2 separate regions of the Xenopus laevis genome follow, and region 2 is linked to region 1. The links are chromatin contacts, called in public Hi-C maps. All regions are on one chromosome and are shown on one strand. The core of a region is the stretch at or near the end of the contact, and the rest is flanking DNA. Distances in the headings are between cores, read along the strand shown. Region 1 overlaps LOC121400083 (a long non-coding RNA gene). Region 2 holds the start of LOC108707627 (zinc finger protein 250-like).

What was found. Hi-C and Micro-C count contacts between places; a contact is called where the count stands out from the background.
Region 2: a Hi-C map of the XTC cell line shows a contact between it and region 1, with 3 times the contacts expected there. A contact is called at or near these places in 2 of 4 Hi-C or Micro-C datasets (the XTC cell line and animal cap).

Annotation. Positions count from the first base shown.
Region 1 is chr2L:183,098,129-183,105,676 of Xenopus_laevis_v10.1, forward strand. LOC121400083 (a long non-coding RNA gene) reads left to right here. Exons shown (of 3, transcript XR_005965544.1): 1 at 1-143; 2 at 2,271-2,450; 3 at 2,720-3,894. Among protein-coding and RNA genes, the nearest start is that of LOC121400083, 4.3 kb to the left of the region's middle.
Region 2 is chr2L:183,153,784-183,161,331 of Xenopus_laevis_v10.1, forward strand. It overlaps LOC108707627 (zinc finger protein 250-like), which reads left to right and starts at 4,144. Exons shown (of 7, transcript XM_041582784.1): 1 at 4,144-4,643.

The sequences.
Region 1 (7,548 bases), core at 3,508-6,007:
CAGTAATATATCGGCAGAGCTTCGGGTGGAGGGAGCTGTTGAACTGCACCCAGTGATCGGATTACAAGAATCCATGAGTGCCCTACCTGCAACTTCTACTTACCCACAGAAGAAAACAAAGACGAGGGGAGTTAGAGGAGGAGGTACTTATGGGTATTTCTTCTGCTTATCCAACAGGGAGAGAGCATACCCAAAGGTTATTATTATGCTGCCAGGGATGACCAGGAAAACATTTTTACCCAACAAGTACCCTTTAAATTTAAAAAACTGATTGCTTACCTCCTGCAACTAAAATATTGCACATACTCTGGGCCTACTTTTTTTTTTTTTTTATTATCTTGTTCAGACTCTCTCCTATTTTTCCAGGCTCTCATCCAGATACTGGACAAAACCAAATAGCTCAATGGCAATATTAGTCCAACCGCAATCTCACGGCTTCCTGTGATCTTTTGTTTGAAGCGGAATATGTGGCTCTTCAGTCAGGCTGGACTGGGTCATAATATGCCCTAGAATTCCATTTACACAGAGGCCCAAACAGCCCCACCAGCCCATTAAATAGTGAGTCTATGGCAGCTTACAGCAGCCCCTCTGGCATTTGCCAGAACTCAGATTGCCTGTCCGGGCCTAGGTTGTTCTATGCCATACTGGGTGATGTTGTGATGGCTGATTCTGGATAATTTCTTTAGCAAGCAGAATATCATAGGCTGTGGTGAAACTCTACAATTAGTATAGATATTGGTGTGTATATATATATGTTTTATATATGCAAAAATATAGATAGGATATGAGTATGTATCTGTGGGTTCTGGCAAATGCCAGAGGGGCTGCTATAAGGTCCCATAGAAAGTCAGTATTTAGTGGGCTGGTGGGGACTGTTTGGGCCTCTATGTCGGCTGATTGGGCCACTGTGTACCTGAAATGCCAGGGCCTATTTTAATTCTCAGTCCAAACCTGGTATGTATATGTGTATGTATGTATGTGTGTGTGTATATATATATATATAATATATATATATATAATATATATATATAGAAGATATGATATATAGATAGATTATATATACTGGGATTTATTGGGGCTGTTACTGGTATTATACTGGATTTACTGGGCTTTACTGGGATTTTACTGGGCTGTACTGGGATATACTGCATTGTACTGGGATTTACTGGGCTGTTCTGGGATAAACTGGGGTACACAGGGCTGTACTGGGATTTACTGGGCTGTACTGGAATGTGCTGGGTGGGATATACTCCGATAAACTGGGCTGTACTGGGATAAACATGGGATATGCTGCAACATTCATATAAAACTATAACAAACAAGGGAAAGTTGTGCTCACCGCTAATTTTTAAAACCATTAGGCGGGGGTGCAATGAGGCTGTGACCACAAAATACATATAGACAAATACAAGAGATTCCTCTGCACTCAACCCATTATCAATATATTTAAGACAGAGACATTTTGTGCTACTGCTACTGAAAAATGCCTTACCCTTTAAACAACACAGGGATTGTTTGTCCATATATTACAATATATTTAAGCTGAACAACTACGTCACAGTCATCCCATATCTGGCCAGTCCTATGCTTAATTTTCATCTGATTCATTAAGAATTCAATTGCTTAATTATACATTTTACAAAGGGACTAAGTTTTACCTGCAACTTTCTTGCTGCTTTCAAAGTACAACTCCCAAACTTGGCTGCCCTTTTATTAGACACCAGTGGTTTTACTGGGATATACTGGGGTGTATTAGGATTTGCTGCTATATACTGGAATATGCTGGTATGTACCAGATTGTACTGGGATTTTCTGACAAATACTGGGCTTTTCTGGGATATACTGGAGATGTACTGGGATATACTTGAATGTAATGGGAATTATGGGGTATACTGGGATATACTGGGATATTCTGGATATATTGGAATAAAATGGGATTTTGTGGACTGGGATATTAGTGAATACACTGGGATATAGGGAGATTATGGGTATAATGTAACAGAGTTGGATGTACCAGTATAAAGGTTGTTATAGTGGGAAATATACATGAGAATATACCGGTATACACTGTGCTGGTATTTAGTGGAATAAACTGGGATACAGCAGGGTATAGGGGGGCATATTGTGGACTGGAACCTGGGGGGGTTATACTGGGACAGGATTATATTTTAAACATTTTTCTTACATTTTAATATTGAAACTCGTGTTTGGACTTGTTTGTGTATTTGGTGCGGCCCCAGTTCTAATCATCCAATGACATTGTGTTGCAGGAGTACGAGGGGGAGCGCAATGAGGCGGGCGAGAGGCACGGGTACAGGAGGGCGAGACTGCGCAATGGAGACTCCTACGAGGGACAATATAAGAGGGGGAAGAGACACTTTATAATGTTTCTATCTGATTTGATTGGTTGCTGCAGATTTGCCGCCCCCCCTGGATCTAGTTTAGAGAAAGTTAGTATGTTTTAGAACTATAATAATTAGTTGTCAGATGTGTTATCCAGTAATGTATTAGTTTGTATTTGTTATATTTTGCCTTTTTAATAAAGTCGTGTTTGTAGAAAGCAAGAAGTGTGAACTCAGTCTTTACACTCATTTATGAGTTGATTAATAGTGAAATATAAATGTTAATATTTAACATAATTGGCCGGCCAGCCAGCGAACTTTTCCGTAAAATTTATCTGCCTTTTAAAGGGGGGAATTCAAACCAGTTTTTTTTCCAGGTAAAAGTCAGCTAATTGAAAGGAAAAGGAACCTTTTATTTGTCGAGCATTTTCAACAACGCGTCGAGGGCCAAGACGCAGAGATCCACAAGGCAACCAGGGTGAGACGCAGCGGTGTAAGACGTGCCTCACTTTTTGGGGATCAGGTTATCCAGACGGAGACAGTCAGTACGGAGTGCGCACAGTTTGATTTGAGACCACTCAAGATTTAAAGCCTTAAAGTGGGCGTGGTATAATGAAAGTGGGCGTGGTAGCTCCACCCCTTTATTGGGCCCCCCAACTAAAACCATCTTCTGCCTATGTGCCACACTCCTTCAGTGTATGTGAGGACTGAGCAACCCAGAAAGGGCTCTGCCCTAATAAACACTGTTAAGGGCCACGAAATTCTGTATTTGCATAAAAACAAAGGATGTTTATTCAGTCCATAACTTGCCCTTTAATAAGATCCGTTTATATGTCGGCGCATGAAATGCATAGGGCAGTGCCCCCCGTGTTTGTGTCCTGGGCAGTGCTTGTGTATTGCATTATTGCCATTCTCTCCATAGGACGATGTTGTGGGTATCACAGTGGGCAGATAAGGAAGAGAGAGGTCGGGCACATAGCTGAAATGCTTGGGAAAGTTTCCTATAGCCCCAGGCGTTTTCTGTGTTTAGGAATTCAGTCAATAACAGGTGTGAATTTCACCCAACTGCCATCAGGCCCTACCACTTATGGGGCCAGTCTGGGGGTGTAGGTGGCAAAGTACAGTCTGAGCTGCAGGATCACAACATGTTTTTCTGAGAATCAGCGACGCACGACTGTAACAATAAACATTGCTCCGCCTAAATAACTGCACCCTCCTCTCCTTTGTGATCCACTCCTCTGAATTGGGTGCCTTGAACTCTGCTGATCTCAGGTGCCTTGATCTGTTCCCAAGCAGAGTTTTCTCATCAATACCAAGTGAGCAGAAGGCAAAAGGTGTGGCAAGGAAACGGCCATACTGTGTATTTTGCCATAAAGATGGACAGAGAGTCTGTATAGAGGCCCAGATGTGGGTGACTGATAGGTGGGGACCCTCTGGGGGGTATATTTATCAATGAGTGAAGTTAGAGATCACCACAGTCCTTTAGGGCTGGGACACACTGGGCGATTTAGGGAGATTTAATTGCCGCAACTTTCCACAACCAATCTTCCCCGAATGCCTCCCCTCGCTCTGCGCCTGGCTAAAATGAAAAATCGCCTGCGCTAATCACATGCGACGATTCGTTTTCCGAAGTCGCCCGAAGTTTCCTCGTGAGGCAACTTTGGGTGACTTCGGAAAACGAATCGCCGTGTGTGATTAGCGCCGGCGACTTTTCATTTTATCCAGGCGCAGAGCGAGGGGAGGCATTCCGGGAGAAAAGTCGCAACGATTAGTCGCCAGGCGGCTAAATATCCCCAAATCGCCCAGTGTGTCCCAGCCCTTAGAGTGAAATTCCGTCTCTCTCCATTCATTTCTATGGGATTTTGAAAGGCGTATTTATCAAAGGATGAACTTTCACTTTCACCCATTGATAAATACTGGTTTCGAAATCCGCTATAAATGAATGGAGAGTGGCAGAATTTCACTCTAAAGGACTGAGGCGATCTTTAGCTTCATTCTTTGATAAATACACCCCTAGGTGTAGGTGGAAGAATGGGAAAGATCAATAAGGCAACACGCTGACCAGAACAAAAAGACCAATAGAAAGGCTGCAATGTATAGCCCTAGTACTGACTCCAGCCTGCAGTTCATGACTCGAGATAGAGGCCCCCGCACCACTAAATGGGGCCCAGAGGAGATCAATGCACCACAGCTGAATTGCTTTGAATGTCCTGTGGTTCTGTACTGGTCCAAAAGGACACGATGAAGTCATGCCAGTCATAGGGCCACTGTTATATATGGACTTGTGGTCACATTTCTGCTCTATTCTGCATTTCTGCTGCACTTCTGCAAGTTCACAGCAGGTGCTGGAGGAGAAAGTAAAGAAGTTGCTGATCCTACAAGTTAATGTTCCTGCTTGTTCAGCTGCCAGTTTAACCCCATCTTCTCTGCATGCATGTGTGCGTCTCACTATAGAACCTGCTGATGTACCTGCTGTTGCCCAGTCTCTACACACTCTGCCCCCGGATTGCCTAGCCCCCCAATGTCACCATGTTATTTTCTTTGCTACAATGCCCTGCTTGGTAGGTGATATAGAGCAATCTGCAATATTGTGTTTGATGAACTCGAGACAAGAGGCAAGAGCAGATGCAGCAGGGTTGGGGTGCAAAGGAGACACCATAGGGTTGGGGTACAGAGGAGACACAGTAGGGTTGGGGTACATAGGAGGTACAGAGGAGACACAATAGAGTTGGGGTACATAGGAGGTACAGAGGAGACACAGTAGAGTTGGGGTACAGAGGAGACACCATAGGGTTGGGGTACAGAGGAGACACAGTAGAGTTGGGGTACAGAGGAGACAAAGTAGGGTTGGGGTACAGAGGAGACAGTAGAGTTGGGGGACAGAGGAGACACAGTAGAGTTGGGGTACAGAGAAGACAAAGTAGGGTTGGGGTACAGAGGAGACAGTAGAGTTGGGGTACAGAGGAGACACAGTAGGGTTTGGGTACAGAAGAGACACAGTAGAGTTGGGGTACAGAGGAGGCACAGTAGAGTTGGGGTACAGAGGAGACACAGTAGAGTTGGGGTACAGAGGAGACACTGTAGAGTTGGGGTACAGAGGAGGCACAGTAGAGTTGGGGTACAGAGGATACAGTAGAGTTGGGGTACAGAGGAGACAAAGTAGGGTTGGGGTACAGAGGAGACAGTAGAGTTGGGGTACAGAGGAGACACAGTAGAGTTGGGGTACAGAGGAGACAAAGTAGGGTTGGGGTACAGAGGAGACAGTAGAGTTGGGGTACAGAGGAGACACAGTAGGGTTTGGGTACAGAAGAGACACAGTAGAGTTGGGGTACAGAGGAGACAGTAGAGTTTGGGTACAGAGAAGACAGTAGAGTTGGGGTACAGAGGAGACACAGTAGAGTTGGGGTACAGAGGAGACACCGTAGAGTTGGGGTACAGAGGAGACAGTAGAGTTGGGGTACAGAGGAGACAGTAGGGTTGGGGTACAGAGGAGACAGTAGAGTTGGGGTACAGAGGAGACAGTAGGTTGGGTACAGAGGAGACAGTAGAGTTGGGGTACAGAGGAGACAGTAGGGTTGGGGTACAGAGGAGACACAGTAGAGTTGGGGTACAGAGGAGGCACAGTAGAGTTGGGGTACAGAGGAGGCACAGTAGGGTTGGGGTACAGAGGAGACAGTAGAGTTGGGGTACAGAGGAGACAGTAGGGTTTGGGTACAGAGGAGACACAGTAGAGTTGGGGTACAGAGGAGACACAGTAGAGTTGGGGTACAGAGGAGGCACAGTAGGGTTGGGGTACAGAGGAGACAGTAGAGTTGGGGTACAGAGGAGACACCGTATGGTTGCAGAGGAGACAGTGAGACAAGAGCAGATGGCAGTTACATAATAATGTGACAGTTCTTGTGACTGGGGAGTGTCCCCCGCATGAAGTACAAAGTTCAGAAGAGAGAGAACTTGGAACCGGTTCAGTCCAGCTGACGTTGCTGTGTCTTGGGCTGAATTTAGCTGCTTGTTTGCTGTGTAACCGCAGCCTTGGGAACAGACAGAAATATTGGTCAATGGCAGCTCCATATTCCAGCCCTGCTGATCCCTGACTGGTCTGAACTTCAACTCCCAGCAGCCTTCGTCCAGTCCTGGCTGTTTCTCCGACTACAGGAGACACAGACATAAATGGCCACTTGGAACTAGAATTTCATTTAGATGCATCTTGTTTTCTTGTCTGTACAAAAACCAGTGCAGTCAGCAGCATAACTGGCAGTTTGATTTGTTTGTATATCTGAGGTTTAAGTAGTTGGTGATCTCAATCCAATCAACTGATCCCTAGACAGACCTATTGGTAGAGAACGGCACCCGCGGCCCAATGCAACCCTCACCCTATGTAATAGTTCATGTCTGACCAGGTGTGACTGGGGGGATTGCTTTTATTTGCCCCATACTGATGCAGTTGGAGGGACTGCACCCCATTTATCATCCACGAACATCATGCTAACTCCCCAGGGATAGTCAGCCTAAAGGCTGTCAGTCTGATGCAGCAGTGAGTTGCAGTTGAACAAATCAGGGGAACAAAGAATTCCCATATAAGATCATTCAGTACAGGTAGGGCTTTATCTTCTATGAGCAGGTATAGGCTAAGCCTTAATCACAGGTTTTTGGTTTGGGATTATTTGTTTGAAGGCTTGATATTTGACCAGTCTCTATACACAGATATATGCGCCAGTCTCTATACACAGATATATGCGCCAGTCTCTATATCCAGATATATGCGCCAGTCTCTATATCCAGATATATGCTCAATCTCTATATCCAGATATATGCGCCAGTCTCTATATCCAGATATATGCTCCAGTCTCTATATCCAGATATATGCCCAATCTCTATATCCAGATATATGCGCCAGTCTCTATATCCAGATATATGTGCCAGTCTCTATATCCAGATATATGCGCCAGTCTCTATATGCAGATATATGCCCAATCTCTATATCCAGATATATGCGCCAGTCTCTATATCCAGATATATGTGCCAGTCTCTATATCCAGATATATGCGCCAGTCTCTATATCCAGATATATGCGCCAGTCTCTATATCTAGATATATGCTCCAGTCTCTATATCCAGATATATGCGCCAGTCTCTATATGCAGATATATGCCCAATCTCTATATCCAGATATATGCGCCAGTCTCTATATCCAGATATATGCTCCAGTC
Region 2 (7,548 bases), core at 2,894-5,393, 55 kb after region 1:
TAAGGGGGCCCCTGCCACCAGTTTTTTTTCAAAAAAAATTATTTTTTTTTCAAATTTTTTTTGGGGGCCCCAATTTGTTTTTAACTTGTAAGGGGGCCCCTGCCACCATTTTTTTTATTTTCAAAATAAAAATTTTTTTTCAAATTTTTTTTTGGGGGCCCCAATTTGTTTTTAACTTGTAAGGGGGCCCCTGCCACCATTTTTTTTTATTTTCAAAATAAAAATTTTTTTTCAAATTTTTTTTGGGGGCCCCAATTTGTTTTTAACTTGTAAGGGGGCCCCTGCCGCCAATGTTTTTTTTCAAATAAAAATTTTTTTTTTCAAATTTTTTTTGGGGCCCCAATTTGTTTTTAACTTATAAGGGAGCCACTGCCACCAATGTTTGTTTATTTTTTAGTTTTTTTTGTTGGGGCCCCAAGTTTTTTTTTTCTTATAAAAAAAAACAGTTTTTTAAAAAAAAAAAATAATTTTTTTTTTTTTTTGGGGCCCCAATTTTTTTATAAGGGGGCCCTGACCATCAATAGCTTTTTACAACTTGTGTGGGGGGGGTTACTTTTTTAACGCTGATGTCTGTGTGGTCTTTTAACTGCGATGTGGAGTGGGCGGGATATGGGGTGGAGCTTGGTCGTCAGTGTGGGCGGGGCCCAGGGGGCCCCAAAAATTTTGTTGTACGGGGCCCCGTGATTTCTAATGGCGGCCCTGATTCTAACCATTCGATAGTCGAAGTACTGTCTCTTTAAGGAAAAACTTTGACCCCCTAGTTCACCACCTAAAAGCTACCTAAGTCAATGTTAGCCAATGGGGAAGGTTCCCATAGGCTTAGCTTTCTTTTTTTGGTCAAACAAAAATCGTTTGATCGATGGATTAAAATCGAACGAATAGCGCTAAATCCTTCGACTTCGATATTCGAAGTCGCCGGATTTAACTTCGACAGTCGAATATCGAGGGTTAATTAACCCTCGATAATCGACCTTAAGTAAATTTGCCCCTAAGAAAAAAAAATAAAAAGCATTACCAGTGATGTTGCTCAAAGATTAACAGTTAGCAACCAATGAGATCTTTGCTTTTGTTTTCTAATTGCTGATTGGTGATGCTTCACTCCACTTTTTTTTACCCAGCATAATAAATAGGCCGCTAAGTGGCATTTGTCAGCTGCAAACAATCCCGGTCCTATTATGCCAGTAGCTCAGGAGTAACATGTTGCTCCCCAACCCCTTGGATGTTGCTCCCAGTGGCCACAAAGCAGGTGATTATTTTTCAATTTCAATTTGGGGGCAAGTTTTGGTTGTATAAAAACCAGATGTACTGCCAAACAGAGTCTATTGAAGGCTGTCAGTCTACGTAGGGGCCATCAAACAGCCAATCACAGCCCTTATTTGGCACCCCAGGGACCCTTTTCATGCTAGTGTTGCTCCCCAACTCTCTTTACATTTGAATGTGGTTCGCGGGTAAAAAGGTTGAGGATCCCTGCTTTATGCTAATATTCTGCTCATGTAAAGTGAATTTTCTTCAGTGGGCCTAGGACCACTGGAGCACAGCTAAACAAAGTGAAATAACCAGAAATAATAAGATAAAAATGAAGACCAATTGCAAACCGTCCCTCTGCATCATAATAAAGGCTAAAGGGGTCGTTCACCTTTAAAATAACTTCGTATGATGTAAGGAGGGATATTCTGAGACAATTTGCAATTGGTTTTCATTTTTTATTATTTGTGGTTTTTCAGTTATTTAGCTTTTTATTCAACAGTTCTCCAGCAATTTCAGCCATCTGGTTGCTAGGGGCCAAATAACATTAGCAACCATGAAGTCAAGTCAAGAGTGAGTTTCATCCATTTTATCCGTCAATGTACAGTGGCAGGGGGTCACTCCTAGTCTTCCTAAAGTCAACAACCATCTCCTTTGTTTTGAACTGAATATGAATAGGAGAGGCCTGAATAGAAAGAGGAGGAATAAAAAGTAGCAATAACAATACATTTGTAGCCTTACAGAGCATTTGTTTTTTAGATGGGGTCAGTGACCCCTCATTTGAAAGCTGGAAAGAGTCAGAAGAAGGTGGCAAATCATTCAAAAACTTTAAATATAAAGAGCAATTGGAAAGTTACTGTACTGTTTCCACACTATACTGTGCCTTTGCGTAATATAGGTTAACCAGCCAGCTTAACACACTCCACATAAGACTCAGCAAAGAATACTCAGAATGCTCTGTGAGTTGAATAAACTTGAATGCTTTATCCTTATATGGGTTCTTATTTTATTATTCTTCTGTAAAACTGTAAAACATAATAACATGCATCACAACCTGTACAGCATATACACACATGTAAACACATACAGGAAACATATCATCTTACTTACTGACGGTTATGTAACCTGTGTAAAAGTGAAAGATCCTAAGGAGGTCTGTCCCTCTGCTTGTGAGCAGTCTGTGTGAGCTCAAAATGGATTCTCCTCTACTTCCTGTGAACTTTAGTGGGAAGGCTTAACCTTGAATGACAAGTCTAATTAACATGTGCGCAGCTATCCTAAATTGGTCCACTAGGTGGCAGCACATAACAGCTAAACCAGGGGTGTCCAAACTTTTGGCTCGCCGGGCCACATTGGAAAAAGAAGAAATATGAGGGGGCCACACATGAAATACACAAACAGGTTTGATTTGTAAAAGTAAAGGAAATACACAGAAAAGAACTACAATGCCAGTTGGATAACTAGATGGAGCTATACACTGGAATATGGGAAACCTGGATAATAAATAAGACATATTATTATATTATTATTACTAACTGGGGAATGGGCAGAGTCCTCCCTCCTCCTTTCTCCTCGGGAACCAAACTGGGCCGCATTCATATGCATCCTGGGCCGCATGTGGCCCTCGGGCCGCAGTTTGGACACCCCTGAGCTAAACCAATATTAATGCATACAACCGAATATTACAATGCCATCAGATAAGGTATAAACAGCACAGTTGCTTAGAATTAGCCATTCTATAACATACTTGTGAAATTAAAGGTGAAGTGCCCCAGCTGATTTGTTATGTCTGTAGTGGGCTTTGAGAGGTTGGGGAATGGCTTGAGCCAAATACGACCTGTGAGCTGCTCTAGGAGTAGGTACAACTGATCCTGCTGGATTAACCTGTGGGTTTTGGGCCAGTACATGACTAGTGTGGAGGTCACAATGGGGGAACATGTACGTTTCTGCATCAGGGTCAGATAGGTAGGACTTCTTTATGGGGCACGGCTGGGAGTAGGGGTTTACCAAAGAGTTGGGCAGATTAGGGGTGAGGCCATGCAGAAATATCGGGGGGCCCCCTGCATTGGGTCCAAGGAAAATCTGGGTGGGGTGCTACTTACTGAACTATATCATTAATAGGAATATTTAACAGTCTCTCATGCAAAGTCTCCACTTCCAACATGCAGCCTCTCAGTGCCTGAAACACAAAACAGCAATATATACAGTATATATTTATTCTGTAGCACTCGTTACACACGTACCTATAATACTATTGTACTTTATTATCATAATAATAATAATAAATTGGTCAGGCTCAGCAGGCGACAACATTTAAAGGGAAAGTTCATCTTTAGCTTGTTTTCATCTTCAACCTAATCACGTGACACACATACAATGCTCCACTAACCTCAGCCCCTTATCTTTCCAAGCTGGATGTCGGCCGTGTAGAACAAGTCATTGCCTTGCCTTTTAAATCTGGGATGAGGCTTCTCCCTCACAATGAATATGATGTCTGCTGGAATAAGGTTGGGACCCTACAAAATGTCGCATTCATTACTGCGCTGCCGACTCATGTCGTGTATCACAGCTCCTATTGGCTGATCAAGGTTGCCAGGTCTCATTTTCAAAACCAGCCCAAAACTAGCCAAGAGGCACTTCAAAAGGAGCCCAAAATAGCCCAATATGTGCAGTAAAAAAAATGTCTTAAAAAATATGTGAAAATATTTTTCAAAATTTCACTGATTCACAAATTTTTCCATGAAGCAAATTGGGACAGATTAGGCCGTCACCAGGGGTCATAACTACAGAGGGGCCCAGTAGGTATAGGGGCCCCTAATACATAAACAATTTCAATAAATATTAACAAAACAGCTCAACCTCTAGACATTTTGGTGACCAGTAGATTTTTGCCCCAAAATTGTCTGAAATTGAGGAAAGTCACCTGAAAATGTGAGAATGCTTCAGAGGGAAGGGAGACTGGGGTACAGAGCCCAATATCTGGTAACTACACAAGGCAGTCCCATTGCACACTGGGTATTGTAGTCTTACATTAAACTTGACAGTTGGGAAACAAAAACTACATTACCCAGCATGCATTGGGAGACACAGGCTTGGCACATTAGTGCAAGAAAAACATTGGCTGCTTTCCAAAGCACAAACCAGCCAAAGGCCCACAAATAGCCCAAATCCATACATTGGCTAGTTTGTACTTGCAAAACCTGCCTTGGCTTTAAATAAGTGGCCCAATTTGGCTGCAAAGCCGCCAACCCTGTGGCTGATGTATAAAGCCAATGAGTGGAGATTGGGCAACAGTTTCAGGTTAAATGTTCTCACCTGGTCACATTCATTTTGGAAAGTAATTTTAGTGCCTTCCCGGCTGCACGTCTATTGATAGGATCTTGTCCCGGATGCTGGAGGTGAGTCCGTCGTTGTTCATTACCTAAGAAACACAGTAGCACCAATTAGCCACTGGTACTAATTAATATTCATACAGTAAGGCTCAGGGTCACAGAAAAAATGGCCTCAGCCCTATTAAACTACAACTCCCAGCAGCCTGGGGCCATACTTACAACTCTGGGACATTTGATTGTGACAATATTTGTCTAACATTATAACATGGCTGTTGTGTGTGAGGTTATAAGATTTAAAGGCACAGTGACCAGCATGGGTGGGGGAAGGGTAGAATGTAGGCTAAAGGGGCAGGATTTAATTTCCATATGGTATCCATGTTATGCCCGGCATGATATCCTCCAGTGAGAGGAAGAGATCCCACTCGATGCGTGGGTCTTGGGTTTTCACTCCTCTCCCCCACATACCTCTAAATCCAGTATTCACATCAGAACCATCGGGAGCGAATATATCATAACATGTTAATGTAACACATAGGCGCAACTCTCTCTTGGCCACTTGGATGAACAAGTCATGGGACCCAAACAGCCAATCCCATGCAGAGCAACAATCCCTCACCTAAATGTAACAGGCTGACCCCAGTGATAATGACTAATTACTGCTTAATTACTATAATGATCAAACATGGAGACTAATATCATTGGGGGGTTTGTGTGTAGGACAACTAAAGCCCTAATACTAATGTGTTTGCCAGTAATCTGGTGCATCATTATATAGGGATTTTATACAGGGCAGCCAATCAATGGAGCCCAGACAGTATTATAGGGGGCCAAAACAATTATTAATGACTGTACAGTATGGAATGGGGAGGGACAAAAATCTTTCACTTATTTGGGTCCCCAGTGACAAAAGTGGGTTTCTGTAGATGATTCTCCATGGAGACAGCAGGACAAATAGAGACAGTAGGGCAAGATGGGTGGGTGGGAATGCATGGGAGTCAATGGCCTGGGTGGGAATGCATGGGGGGGGTCCCCAATAAATGACTGATATTAGTGCACTATAGGAAGTCTCTGACTGGCTGCTCTGGGGCCGAGGCTGGATAATGGGGTTGAACACAACACAAGTCCTATGCTTTAGTCTAAACATGTTCCTCCTGATACCTGCAAAGGGATTGTCTCCTACTAAGAATTAGTTGAAGGTTCTGTCTGGATTCCCATGAAACACATAACCAGAAGTCCATTCCTCCTCTCCTCCCAACTCAGGGGGACCTTCCTCTCTAAACTTATCATAGGCGCTTTTTTCCACACTGGTTAGAGGAAGAAGAAAGATTGAGTTTTGTTATGAAGGAGAGCGGGAACACACTGCCTGCAGTGCACTATAGTGATCATATCCCTTTATATATTTATATATAGTGATCATATCCCCCTTATATATTTATATATAGTGATCATATCCCCCTTATATATTTATATATAGTGATCATATCCCTCTTATATATTTATATATAGTGATCATATCCCCTTATATATTTATATATAGTGATCATACCCCCTTATATATTTATATATAGTGATCATGTCCCCCTTATGTATTTATATATAGTGATTATATCTCCTTATATATTTATATATAGTGATCATATCCCCCTTATATATTTATATATAGTGATCATATCCCCCTTATATATTTATATATAGTGATCATATCCCCTTATATATTTATATATAGTGATCATATCCTCCTTATATTTATATATAGTGATCATATCCCCCTTATATATTTATATATAGTGATCATATCCCCCTATATATTTATATATAGTGATCATATCCCCTTATATATTTATATATAGTGATCATATCCCCCTTATATATTTATATATAGTGATCATATCCCCCTTATATATTTATATATAGTGATCATATCCCCCTATATATTTATATATAGTGATCATATCCCCTTATATATTTATATATAGTGATCATATCCCCCTTATATATTTATATATAGTGATCATATCCCCCTTAACTGTCTCTTCTCCAGTGTAACCAATCACAACTTGTCTTTCCCCGTAACTGATCCCTTCCATTCCCTTTATCAGTTTAGTTGCTCCTCTCTGTACTTTATCTATGTCACTATAGTTAGTACATTCGGTGACTCACTGACTACAGTTTATTATCTCCAGTAAGTGACATTAGGGTTTTTCTGCAGACACTGGAGTTATACAATGACTGTACCAGAGAATACACTGGGATGTCTATAACTGTTAGGTCAATACACAGACTGCTAGTTGCATTTATTGGGGTCCCTTCCGACTTTTTAATGTCGGCGTCCCCCGCACAGCGAGCAATTTCCAGCACCAAATAGTAATCCTGCACCATAGCTGCTCCTCCCCCGGTGTCTGTACGCTTTCTGAGTTACTATGGGAACCTCACCGCGGTGTTACCTGGGAGCCGCAGTCCGCCTTCTCCCGCCACATAGCCACTTGCAATAGAGGCAGGCGTAGCAAAAACTACACGTACCATAATGCATTGCGAACGCATTCAGCTTTCTAGCCGCTGGGTCAGTCCTTAAATTGCAAAATGATTTAATCGATGACGTTCTGATGGATAGGAATATCACACGAGATGAAGTGCGAGAGGGTTTCAGACTACTTTGAATGAAAAACGTCACTGCCAAACTCGCACCGTTTCCCCATGATGTTAAAGTAAAGCTTTTCTATTGCGCGTGCGCAAGTGGTGTGTTGACATGGTGCCCGCAACAAAGATGGTCACCGCGAGCTTCTGTAGAGAAGGAAGGGAGTGACTGAAAGGTTGTCCCGCCTGTCAACATCCTTCACCGCTATCGCTTGGTTGGCAGTGGCCATCTTTGCTGAGGGTAAAGTGCCCTGTTTGGCAACACTGTTGAGGAAGGCCGAGAGAAAAGGTACTAAAGGCGGGAAAATGTTTAGTCAGTACTAATGGGAATGTAAGG